Regions from separate parts of the Hordeum vulgare genome. Here all the other regions are linked to region 1. A link is a contact called in public Hi-C data. All regions are on one chromosome and are shown on one strand. Each heading gives the region's core, a stretch centred on a gene start, on an enhancer-like site or on the middle of the called end of the contact. The rest is flanking DNA. Distances are from core to core; before and after follow the strand shown.

What was found. Hi-C and Micro-C count contacts between places; a contact is called where the count stands out from the background.
Region 2: a contact with region 1 is called in a Hi-C map of leaf, with 2.5 times the contacts expected there. The contact joins the enhancer-like site here to the promoter of LOC123409087 in region 1. A contact is called at or near these places in 2 of 6 Hi-C or Micro-C datasets (both in leaf).
Region 3: a contact with region 1 is called in a Hi-C map of seedling, with 4 times the contacts expected there. The contact joins the promoter of LOC123429581 here to the promoter of LOC123409087 in region 1. A contact is called at or near these places in 4 of 6 Hi-C or Micro-C datasets (leaf and seedling) and 1 of 1 datasets of contacts at active chromatin or transcription factors (embryo).

Annotation. Positions count from the first base shown.
Region 1 is chr1H:234,409,644-234,413,768 of MorexV3_pseudomolecules_assembly, forward strand. LOC123409087 (UPF0434 protein CCNA_00107) reads left to right here and starts at 2,638. Exons shown (of 3, transcript XM_045102077.1): 1 at 2,638-2,781; 2 at 2,862-2,916; 3 at 3,587-3,864. The coding sequence starts at 2,678. The coding sequence ends at 3,691. It overlaps LOC123429543 (GDSL esterase/lipase EXL3-like), which reads right to left and starts at 2,423. Exons shown (of 3, transcript XM_045113571.1): 1 at 1,895-2,423; 2 at 1,685-1,815; 3 at 705-1,579. The coding sequence starts at 2,201. The coding sequence ends at 899. It overlaps LOC123429554 (F-box protein At4g35930), which reads left to right. Exons shown (of 5, transcript XM_045113589.1): 4 at 1-16; 5 at 104-685. The coding sequence ends at 371.
Region 2 is chr1H:234,572,180-234,576,126 of MorexV3_pseudomolecules_assembly, forward strand. No RefSeq gene overlaps it. Among protein-coding and RNA genes, the nearest start is that of LOC123429581, 76 kb to the right of the region's middle. Within about 2 kb of position 2,267, at least 3 of the 3 cell types and tissues checked have open chromatin away from gene starts, as enhancers often do. A contact at or near this core is called in leaf, where this site is marked.
Region 3 is chr1H:234,647,641-234,651,747 of MorexV3_pseudomolecules_assembly, forward strand. It overlaps LOC123429581 (probable E3 ubiquitin-protein ligase XERICO), which reads left to right and starts at 2,263. Exons shown (of 1, transcript XM_045113612.1): 1 at 2,263-3,358. The coding sequence starts at 2,662. The coding sequence ends at 2,985. LOC123429570 (DNA polymerase epsilon catalytic subunit A-like) reads right to left here. Exons shown (of 49, transcript XM_045113602.1): 48 at 3,834-3,940; 49 at 3,150-3,741. The coding sequence ends at 3,381.

The DNA.
Region 1 (4,125 bases), core at 1,388-3,887:
ATTGGCCTTTCATGAGGTTAGTCATATCTATCATGGTTACCCTCAAAATCATTTAATTTGCTTGAAGCTCTAATCTGTTTGAAAACCACTGAATTTTCAGCAGAATAGACGGCAAGGATGTGAGGGTGGCCACCCCAAGGACCCCAAAGGCTCCAAAACACGGCCCTCGGCCTTCGCGTTTCAAGCTGCTGGACGTGAAGCCGATCACAGCCGTCCTTTTCCCAGATTCGTTGCCTTCAAAAAAGCTCCGGCTGCGGCGTCTGATGCCGCCAGGACTGCCAAGGCCTGTACCCAAAGCCGCAGCCTCTCCCAGAGTTTTGCTATATGAGGAAGAGCTTTGCGAAGCGGTGGTGCAGAATAAGCTTCTATGAAGCCCCAAAAGCGTGAGCTGGTTGCGATGGATTGATGTCGCTTCTCATGTCTCATCTCATAATAATGTATATATAGTGCTTATCATTTATGTCTTGTCTCTGGGTATGTTTTTTCTTTGCCTGGTGGCACCTGTGTGTCATCTTGGATAATTATGGTCAGATTAGGCAGTTTTAGGTTAGTCATTAGCCTGTCATACTCTCCTGCTCATAAGGACCAAAAGTCTGGTTTGTTCCCTGGTTTTGTATATACTATAGTAGCGGTTGAAATATCTTGCAAGGATAATAGTATTTTAAATGCAAAATTGGTGTCTGCATATCAGGATTCTGGAGACATTGCTCTGCTATATGATGTTATTCTGATATGTTGTGTGGAACACAGAAATTGTCCATACATACATATAGATAATAATAATAATACTTCTTCTGTTTGTAAATAATTGTAGTTGGGGAGAACTAGTGAAGAAAAAGAAAAGAAAAGAAAAGATAATAGAATTGTGAAGTTTGATGATGCCGAATGTGAGCACTAGCTACCATAGGCCGTAGCGACTGATGATCTGCGCCATGAGGAGGTTGTAGCCCGTCTCGGTGAGGTGGTAGGTGTCCCAGAAGAGGAACTTGGCCGGGTCCCTGCAGGCGTGCGCCGTGTAGCTGTTGCAGGTGAGCGTCACCTCGAACAGGCCAGTGCCGCAGCAGCCGCGGTCCGACACCTCGAAGCCGTAGGCGGCCGGGCGCTGGATCATGTCCAGCAGCGGCGCGTAGAGGTCGATGTACTTGAGCACCGCCCCCGGGAGCAGCGCCGTGCCGTTGAGCCGCCTCATCTCCTTCTCCAGCGCCGCGTTGTACAGCACGGCCGCCTGGTTGTACAGGGACACGCACGCCCTCCCCTCGCCGCCGGCGTTGGTCCGCTGCGACGGCACGCACCCGATGGGCGGGGCGCCGGCGACGCTCACCCGCCGCGCGCCCAGGCCGTAGAGCTTCTGGATGAAGGCCGACGCGCACTGCACGATGAAGTCGATGTAGGACTCGAGGTCGTAGTCTCGCCGGAACGGCGTCGTGAAGTAGGTGTTGGCCAGGTCGTCGGTGCCGGTCACCACCATGTAGAGGCTCGTCGACACGATGTTGGCGGCTCGCTGCGCGCCGGCGATGCGGCTGATCTTACCCTTGTACTCCTTGAACAGCTCCAGCTGGTCGTCCATGCTCAGAACCGACTGATGAAATGCCACGGTGACGGTGGAATGAATTTAATTTACTCCATCTTGGAGGTGGAGAAATATAAACGATGTTCCCTGGGCAGGGCAGGGCTGGGCGCTCACCACGATCTTGGCCGTGAGGGGGTCGAAGCCGCAGCCACCGGAGGCGAAGCTGACGCCGGTGAGGAGGTCCGAGTCGCTGAGCTCCGTGCCGAGGTACGCCGGCACGTACTGCTTCAGCCCCATCCGGGTGGCTGGATCAAAACTCAAACCATCAGTTTCAGTGCCATGCATGCACGAACCGAGTAGCTAGAGAGAGTCGTCAGTGCATACCGAGGATGTCGCCGACGATCTTGCCGTTGCTGAACCTGCCGGTGGCGTTGTGGGCGGGGAAGTCCTGGCCGTAGGGCGCGAAGTCGCACCGCACCGCCGTGGTGAGGCCGTTGTTGTTGCCCGGGTCCACGATGGAGTCACCGAACAGGATCAGCGCCGGCGGCCGCGTCTGGCTCGAGCTCGGCTGGGAGGCGGCAGTGCAGCAGGAGGGGCGCACAAGCATCAATGCCACGAGTGCTGTGACAACGAGAATGAGGCGGCGCGTGGCTCCTCCGGCTCCGGGCGTGCATTCGCTGGCCATGGCCATGCCTGCTCCGGTGTTGGTGTTGATCAGGCCGCTCACTCACACCTCGCCTCTTCCTCCTCCTGCTGCTCCTCCTGCTGCTGCTGCTCTGTCCGATCGATGCTTCTCTTGTAGTACGTAGTTGTAGAGACACCTCCGGTCTCATCTATTCTTAACTTGTGTAATTCCTTCCCCATTTCTTGCAAGATTGAGACGACAAACTCACAAGTTTCGGTTACCTCGGTTAATGCATTTTTGTTGTTTCGTCAAGTGAGGTGAGCACACGTACGTTTTAGCGCGGAATCTTGGAATGGAAATTTTCGTGCCTATCCCAACCGTTCGCCACCTCCTAGAGTTTTTATTTTATTTTTTTGAGAATTTCCACCTTCTAGAGATGGGCTGGGCTGGGCTGGGCTGGGTTGTGTTGTGTGAGCCGAACGGATTGCTCAAGTTGGGCTTTTAAAACTGTGACCGACCCGATCCAAAATTCTGGCAGGACGATGATGAGGCGGACCACGGCGTTGCTGTTGCGCCACGCCGTCGGCGGGATCCCGCAGGCGCTCGCCGACGTGCTCGTCTGCCCCCTGTCCAAGAAGCCTCTCAGGTATCCAGGCTAGGCAATATCTGCCCCCTCCTACTTCCACACCACCCCCTTTGATCTTGTTTCTTTCTTTTGCCCACCAGGTACTGCGAGGTCAGCGGCTCTCTGGTCAGCGACGCCGGCCGCATGTCCTTCCCGGTGAGCCCCGGTGTCCTCTCCCTCTCCTCCATGCGCCGCGCTTGTTGAATGCTTGGATCTGCAACCGTCTGGTGGTTCTAGCCGATATTCCATGCTTGCGGCTTACCTGTTCGCTGTATTGCCTCGGCGAAAATGGTAACAGATTCATGATGTGTAAAACGAAAAGGGGGGGGGGGGGGGGGCGATTTCCCAGTATCGTTATGCAATGACAACGCTCCACAGTAGAGACTCAATTCAGGAAGTAGCTAGTGATAACTAGTCTTCAGACAGCATGCCCTTTATGGTTATCGAGAATTTGACTTTTTGAGATGAAGTTTTAGAACATGAGGGAGGATCGTGTTAATTACCAGAAAGTACTGGTCTTAGCATGCTGGGATCAACGCGTGTACAGTGGTGTGTGGGACAGACTCACAGACTAGAGAGGGAGGGTGAGAGGAGGAAATGATCAAAGTGCACATAATGGCTAACAACCAACTGATTTCATGTTCTGAAACGGGGATATTTTGTGTCCACTTTGAACATTTAAGATAAACATGTTCCTATGGAATTTCAGCATCTCAATTTATTGCTTCCTGTAGCATTTCATCAATTTCTTGTGGCATCTCTGGCATTTCCACTCATTATTTTTGCTTACCACTTGGCCCTGATTTCATTCCGACATTAACTCCAGATAGCAGATGGAATTCCTTGTCTACTTCCGAAAGACGGGAAGTTGCTCGAGGACCACCCGAGGGAATCAGGATATGAAACCAGCTCTAGGGATTCCTCTGATTGAATCTACGTTGTTGTACAAGCCGACAGAGTCATTCTGTATTAAAATGTAATTGAGATGGAAGCAAGAGTATGTGCTGTACTCAAACTTTTTGTTATCGCCGTATATCATCGTCACGGTTGATGTGTACTGACTATTTCGCACAATGGAAATAAAATTAGGATCGTGATAACGTACACACGTGTGGTGGAAGCAACATACGTATGTCACGTCACCGTATGCATGTAGGGATTTTTTGATTTTCAGTTTTTAAAATGTTTTATCTCTTAAATGAAAAATTCGATTAAAGATCCGTTTTCATCATTAAATCTGTCTCGACGAGATTTTCGAAACTAGATCCCATGTTGATATGTTTCGATGACTTTTTTTTCAGGCAACAGTTGCCATGTCTATTACACATGAATTGCCATGGTGTTTACACTGAAGTTGCCATGATA
Region 2 (3,947 bases), core at 1,017-3,516, 160 kb after region 1:
ATGCTGGCACGGCCGACAACTTCGTAGAGTCATGGTCCAATCTGGAGTGGCTGGGTGGGGCGGACAACTGGGTAGGGACACGTCCATTCCGACTGCGCCGCCTATTGATCAATAGTGGCCATGTCGGATGCCACTAACGGGTCAAATCTATTGGGCTCACTACCGGTTGAACCTAGGGTGGTCTTGGTGCTAAGGTAACCTACAGCCAGCCTGGCTCTGATACCAAGTCTTGTGGCACCCCGATAGAGGGACGACGCACGCCAGTCCCCAGGATAAGACCAGACGAACATCACAGACATGATACAACAATTCCACACAAAAATGGCTTTATTAATGTAATAGAGCATTGCAATACTGTTGCTTACAACAATATTACATAACTCCAAGGCTAACTAAATGGCAGCAGAGGTTTGGGTTCAGCGGCAATGACGTCTCTGGCTGGGCTCCATAACTCGCAAGACAGGCTGGGTTACGATCTAGCACGATGAATCTTCTCCTGCAACTGGCCACGTGCAAGGCCAGGTGAGTACTTTGAATGTACTCGCAAGACAACCAAATACATAGCATCCAAACAAGCAGCTAACAAAGCAAGCCCTATGCTATATAAGAATTATTCTAAGCATGGCATGGAATTAACACGAAAACATGGGTCAAGCATAGCATAACATGGATCAAGCATGGCACAACATGGATCAAGCATCTAATCTACATAGCATGGTAATGATCACACTAGGTACTTGAGGTACTTACAGTTACCGGATACCAACTTACTCTCTTCTCGATATACTCGTAATCCAACCTGAACGGATCCAAATCCCATCCAAATCATATGGTCATCCGACCACTCATTATATAGCCATCTCTTGGCTAACATATCATATTCCCGACATCCTTTGATGTCCAAACAAGATGAGTTCTTCCATCATCGCTATCATTGTTATGGTTGACCACCTAGTGAGGTATGGACGGGCCGTCCAATACCATGGACTCAGCTATTCGAATAGATTCTTACACTCTGCAGAGGTTGCACACTTTACCCACACCATGGAGCACTGACCTCGTAATCCCATTCGAGTGGACCAGTGTTTTTTCCAATGGAACTTGTCTGACCCGTGACTCTTCCATCGTACCACCGGCATTCATCCTCCCCCGGAGTCCTGCCCTAGGTGGCCCTGTGTCCTGATGACACCTGCCACCATCGTGTCCAAACTAAACTGTCCCAAACGGGGACGCCGACACAAAAAACTCAACTGGCTCACAGGGTTATCACTTGCTAACTGATCAGGGTAGCACACGTGCATAGACCTCCCTCTTTGGAGGTACCGGTGAAAGATCACGCAATCAGACCAAGTCAAGGTCGTCCCATACCGGTAAATGTGGTTGCATGGGTAAGCCCGGACAGGTGACTCAAGATCAACCAACTAGGTTACATTTGTTAACTCAACTCAACCTATCCATTATCGTACCATTACCTCAACAAGTATAAGTGCTAAACAATAGCATAGCAAAACAATAGTGCTGACAATCATGTCATGAGATCAAACCCTAGTACTAACATGTCAATGTTATTAACAATATTATTATTACCATGATAATATGTAAACAAGACTTGGCATTGGATGAAAAGTAATGCTAGCATCTAATACGGATGTCATAACACGTGCATGCAAGTGCAAACTAACAGATGATCTAAATGTACTACGATACCCACACAGGGTGCAAGCAAAGTCATCATGCAAGTCCGGAGCTCATGATAAGAGGTTGGCTTGCGTGGGGGTCGATGAATATGCCGGGAAGAAGCGTGATAAAACGCTGGAAAGATTTGCCACAGAAGTTCCCTTCTCGGAGGGCTCAATCGGAGGGCAAGGGAAAAATGGTCAATTTTCACTGTGAAAACAGTACGAAAATGGTACCAACACGACGGGCTCGAAGAGACGAAGGAGTGGGCGTTGGTTTACCTCAATCAGAGCTACGGTCGTGAAGATACGAACGTTCATTCGTTAGGCGGAAATCAAATAAAAACTTATCCATTTGTGCTCTTAACCAGTGAACGTTTATAATATAGCAGATTCGGTCGACTGGTTAAAACTAAAAGCGCATTTGCTGAAGTACGTTTTTAATTTAGAGAAAACATATTCAGGCTCCAGGCCGAAGCAAAGTACACTTTTAAAATTGGAAAACATATTATCGAAAATACGCTTCCACTGAACCTGACCACGGGCCCAGTTGACTTCTCTCTGTCTGACCAACATGGGGGCCCCGCCTTATCTGCTCTCTCCACCTCTTGCCTTCTTCTCAAACGCGACACAGAATAGGGGAGGAGCGGGGGCGCTCGGCCGTCGGTGCTGCCGTCGCCTCGCGACCACGGAAGAGCCGGCAGGCAAGCGTGGGCGCTCCGGCGCTCCTCTACGCGCCCGAGGGAGGTCGAAAGGCGTCGGGAGCCGGCGGGCAGCACCTTCCCCACTGACCAAAACGCGAGGGCGTACGGGCGTCTGTGGTGTCGCTCCGGTGGTGCTTCCCCGAGGGTTCTGAGGACGACGGCGGCTTCGCCAATGCCTAGGGAGGCTCTGACCATGGGTAGAGGAGAGGGGGAGTGCTCTGGCGCTTGCATCTCCATGGGGGTCCGACGGTGATGCTCCGGCCATTGGGGAGCAATGGAGGGCTTGGGGAGGGGCTGGGGCTTGCTCGTCGACGGCAGGGGGTCGGGGCAGGCTTCTTATAGCCGAGGGGAGGGGCTAGACGACACCAGATGGAGCTGCTCGAAGCTTGCTGCCGTGGCAGAGCTCCGGTGGAGAATCCATGGCTGCAGATGCCTCCAGGAGCAAGGGGGCGAGGGGAAGAGGTCTCTTGAGGGTTCATGCACGCCATGGGAACCTCCATGACACTCCTGTACAGGCTGGAGCTTGTTGGAGACGCGCTTCCGACAACTTCATTGCACAGACCTTCGGTTTGGCATGCTCTGCCTGTGGTCACCACGCTTCCACGACATTGCCACACTCCACTTGCAGCCAAACCATGTCTAGGGTCTTCTCCATACTTCACCGAGTTGAACTATGCGTCTAGAAAACACTAGAGAGCACTCGTTTGACTGAATCAAGGCCAAACAATTGCCAACAACAACCTATTTGTGTTGTGGTGTGGCCACCACAGTGCACCTCTTGGCCTGATCTTTGGCAGGGGTTGATCATCTACTAAAGTGAGTATCTTAGCCAAAAATACAGCACAAACAAATAAGACTACGGGGTACTTCCTTTGTAACCTCGCAATCTGACCAGAAATAAAGAAGATTATGCTGGGATCAAATAACTAGATATAAATGGCTCAAATTTGGTGGAGACCAATAATTTAGGCATATGGAGGCACTGTAAAAATTTCATACCATTTGCATGAGTAGAAATGGTACTTCCTTCACAATGCTCCAATCTGGACAAAAACTTGGATAATTTTCTGCGGGCGAATGGCTAGACGGAATGGGATACAATTTTGTGGACAAGGGTAATTTATCATAATGAACTTCCCTGAAATATTTCAGTCCAACAGGACCAACAAATCAAGCACTTCCTCTGCAAATAGGAAATCTGGGCAGAATTTGCAAAGGGATGTTGTGCTCAACTTTTGAATTGTGGAACTTGATGTTTTGATGGAAATGGTGAATATATGGACATGAAAATCTCCACAAATTATTTGGGATTTTTCCTAGCTACCAAAATGGTAGTTCCTTTGGAAAGGCCCCAAATTGGAATATTGGCTTTAAATAGGAAAAAGGCAATTTTCCCCAATTAGTAATGGCCAATTTTTCATGAGAGCTCAATATGATCACAAGGAATATCTCCACAAGTTTTCATGACCGTGGGAGATGGATAGGTATTTTCTTGGATTTAATTCCTCCGAAAGGCAGAAAGATGAATTAATTCTAAATGTGAAATATTGCATATAACTTGGCAATA
Region 3 (4,107 bases), core at 1,013-3,512, 240 kb after region 1:
GAATTTCCTCAACCTCAAATTCTTCATACCAGTTAATCTTCACCTGCTTATTCTATGCCTGCATACTTTGCAAACCGTTTTTCATAATCTTCATCAAGAAAATTGTTGTTGTAATCTTTGCACCTCTGATCCTGCGCTGTTTCCGCTGCACGTTATTCATCAGTGAAGAATTTCCTCAAAAGGAATTTCCTCAGCGAGAAATTCTAAAAATCGCCTATTCACCCCCCTCTAGTCGATATAACACACTTTGAGAACATACAGTAGATCCGTATAAAGCGGATGCTCACAAAACCCCGAGAAAGGAACCTATAAAGGAACTATTTTCTTGGGAAGGTGTTTCTTGCTAAAGTAAAAAAAGTAATATAACAGTACTCCAAGATAATTGTCTATCTATTACCACTACTTGGCTGGATTGCCTAGTTCCCCAAACTATTTACTAATTTTACAGGTTATACAGTACAGAACACTTCCTCGTGTAGGAAGGTAGAAGCGATGGTTCGTTAAGATAGCATTTACACATTAGACGAAGAATTACAAAAACTCGGTTGAATCCAATCATGCATTAGGCTGCTGATTGAAGTTATCTATTATTGCATCTTGACGGCAATCTTGCTGCAACAAACGTGCGGCGGGCATCACTTGGTCATAAACCAGGTGAAGTGGCACCTCTTTATCGTCGGTCCCAGCCGCCCGACTCGTGCCAGTTCTTCGGGACTAAGCCTTGTAACCTTGTCTTCACCATCGCCCACACTCCCCGAGCACCCTCTTGGCAGGCCGAAGTCTTCCACATCTCAAATCGGCTCCGAGCCCCTTTTAGGCGCTTGGCCAATTTTGACATCCTTTCCGGGGGTGTCTCCGCCAGCAATATTGAACGTTTCGTATGAGTTAAAAATTTCAAAATGTGGAATGAACAATGATTAAGTTCGAAAGATTTAGGACACTAGTTTTACATCATATGTATTGGTACCCAAAAATCGGCTCTCCTCTGTCCTAAAACTATTTTTAGACATCAACTTTTACATCATCCACTAGAGATGCTCTTATGTGCTCATATGCATAGATTTGATCGTATAGTGGTATTCACACAGGAATATGCACATGAGCGGCTTGCCTTCTCACTCTGCTGCGGCTTATTAGTGTCTCTTCCTTCACTGGTAGTTTTGTGACTTGGCATCGTACCATGACTTGACAAGCGGTGGTTGCAACACACTGTGGCTTTGCCACTTTGGCTTGGTAATGCTCTTCAAACACCGGTTCTTGAGCTCCGAGGTGAAAACCATAAAGTTAACCTTTGGTGGTTGAATCTAACAATGGCAGTGTCTTGCGTGTTGGGTCCTTGTTGAAGGCATTGCTTTGGAGTCTCCAAAACGTGCTCCCTCAGATGAAAAGTCGGGATTTGACCTGCAGTGGTTGGATTCCTCGATGGCGGTGATTGTGCATCGTTAGCTCCTCAGATGTGGTGTTTTCAAAGAACCTTTCTCGTAGCTCATGTGTTGTTGTCAACTACGGTGGATGGCATTGATGCAGGTGTGTTGCAAGTCATCGGTTGTGTCAGTTATCTTCGTTTTTTCTTCTTCTTTTCACCTTCTTGGTGGTATGCACTATCATTGTCTCGACTAGGCCTTGATGGAGTATCGTTGCATAGACAGGATGTAATTGGTACTCCCTCCGTCCGGAAATACTTGTCCTAAAGATGAATGTATCTAGACTTATTTTAGTTATAGATACATTCATTATATTCATTTTTAGGACAAGTATTTCCGGACGGAGGGAGTATATGTTAGATATTAATATATTGTATTCTGTTGAAAAAAATATCCACTAGCACATATACATAATTGATTAGGTTACATGAAATCTAGAACGATCCATTGGTACAGGAAGTGATGTGACGCGTTACGGGTACAGCTATGATGAGTGACCGCTCACCTTCGCCCACATTCCGCCTACAGCCCCAGTCAGTGTACCTAACCACTGATCACTCACTCGTTCCCTGCGGTTAATCCCATCTCTTGCGGGTTAGCGAGGTTGCTTAGTCATGGGAGAAGCTCCCCTGCTTTTGTGCAGATGAAGCAACATGCAGGCAGCATAGCGCAGCCGACCGACACATATGGTTGGCTACAGCCAACGAGCCCGTACAGGCCCTAGCTAAACATTTTTTTTTAGGAAGAAATATTACTGTAGGAGTATTAACATTCTACGTGCATGGTGTGGTTCCTTTTTGATGGATCTATCTATGAATGTACACCCCGCAAACAACAAGAAGAAAAAGAAGAAAAGACTGCACGTACGAAGTACAGTATACCTCATGAAACCTTGTGGTTGGTCAGAGTGGAGATACACGAATGATCGAGGTTGCCGCTTAATTAGTTAGCTTTCGCATCGCACAAGCTTTGTATCCACGGAAAGGGAAACGGCACTGGGGTTTCTAGGTGCGCCTTCTCCATCACCCCTTTTGCTAATGATTCCATGCAACACCCAAAGAAAATGAAAATGATTCCACGCGCGCACACACGCTCGCTCGCCTTATATAAAAGCCATCGCAGTCCATCTTGGATGCTGATCCACTCGCAGCAAATCTTGGCACCCGCATCAGCAGACACAGATATATCTGCATCGCGGTTTTTGATTCACATAAATAGTACTGTACTCGATAGGTAGATGGTGACGACGATGGGGCACGTGGTGGCGCTCCTCTCCGCTGCCCTCTCCGGCTCCGGCTGCGGTCGCCACGACGACCACTACTACTCCGGTGGCTGCTGCGTGTGCATATCGAGGTTCCATGACGGGGAGGACATACGGAGGCTGCCGTGCGGCCACGCGTTCCACCGGCACTGCGTCGACAGGTGGTTGGCGCTGTGCCGACGGACGTGCCCGCTCTGCCGCCTGCAAGTCGGCGGCGTTGGAATGGTGGTGGCGGATGAGCACCAGCTCAGCGACGATCTCGTCATCTGGTTCTCTTCCCTCTTCGTCGCCGGCTTGTAGCACTCCATCGCTGCGCTGCAGTGTAGGCTCTTAGTCGATGAGCATGTCAAGCATTTCTCATGGAAAAATCTCACCGCGCGCGGTGGGCCCTCCTAGTTCTACCCCTCTTCTAGGCTTTGCTTCACTGATATATAAGTGATTTTAGGCCACAGCGGACTCCGAAATAAACTATGTCTAACAGACAGACATCCTTCTCATTATATTTATATACAACATGGATCAAGTGTGCCCAACAAGTATCCATGCAAGCAATACATTCTTTGCGGCCGCAAGTTGGTTGCTTCGAAACAAGTTACTCCACCGCGCGCGCACACACACACACAAAAAAAAAAGTTACCATAACTAATTTACTATGCTACCCTAGCTGTTAACTGAAGAAGTACGACAGGCTTCAATCACCTGACCTCCAGAATCCATCGGACGCAATCCTGGAGCAGCTCGAACTTCTGACTCACAGCGACGTTCAGGAACACCCGCATCTTGCCAAGGAACTGCGGCGCCTCCTCCTTGCACCGGAACGAGCCTCCACAGTTGCACTGCTCCGACACATGGGCCGCCTTCACCTGCCTGCACCGGACGCACACCAGGTCCTGCAGGTGGTACAGCCTCTCTCGCTGCCGCACAATCTGCAGAAGCGCGTTCTCCATCTCCTCGCGGTGGTATGGCTGCCCGCACTGCGGCACCGCGCACCTCCACTCGTGGCCTTGGAGCGTCGAGTCGCGGCACAGATCAAGGTCCCGGCAGTCGTTGCAATAGCTGCCAGCATCACTCTATTTGTAAGACAGGGTGACAGCTAACACAACAACATCAAGGGGAAACGAAATCGGTTCGGATAAAAGTTGCAGTACCTGCAAATCACATTTGGGAGGATGAATGCCGCACAGGGATCTTGGAACTGTGCTTCTGGAGCAAATTCCTTTACGCGAACCAACTTTAACAAGTTCTTTCGCATTCTCTGTCACACATTTATATATATTGGATGATGAGAATAATAATAATAATAATAATAATAACAACAACAAAGGAGCTCTTTTGCGGGAATAATAAAGGGGTTAACTTTAAACCAGAACGCGACACCGTATTCTTAGACATGTACTCCCTCTGTACACAAACATAAGACAT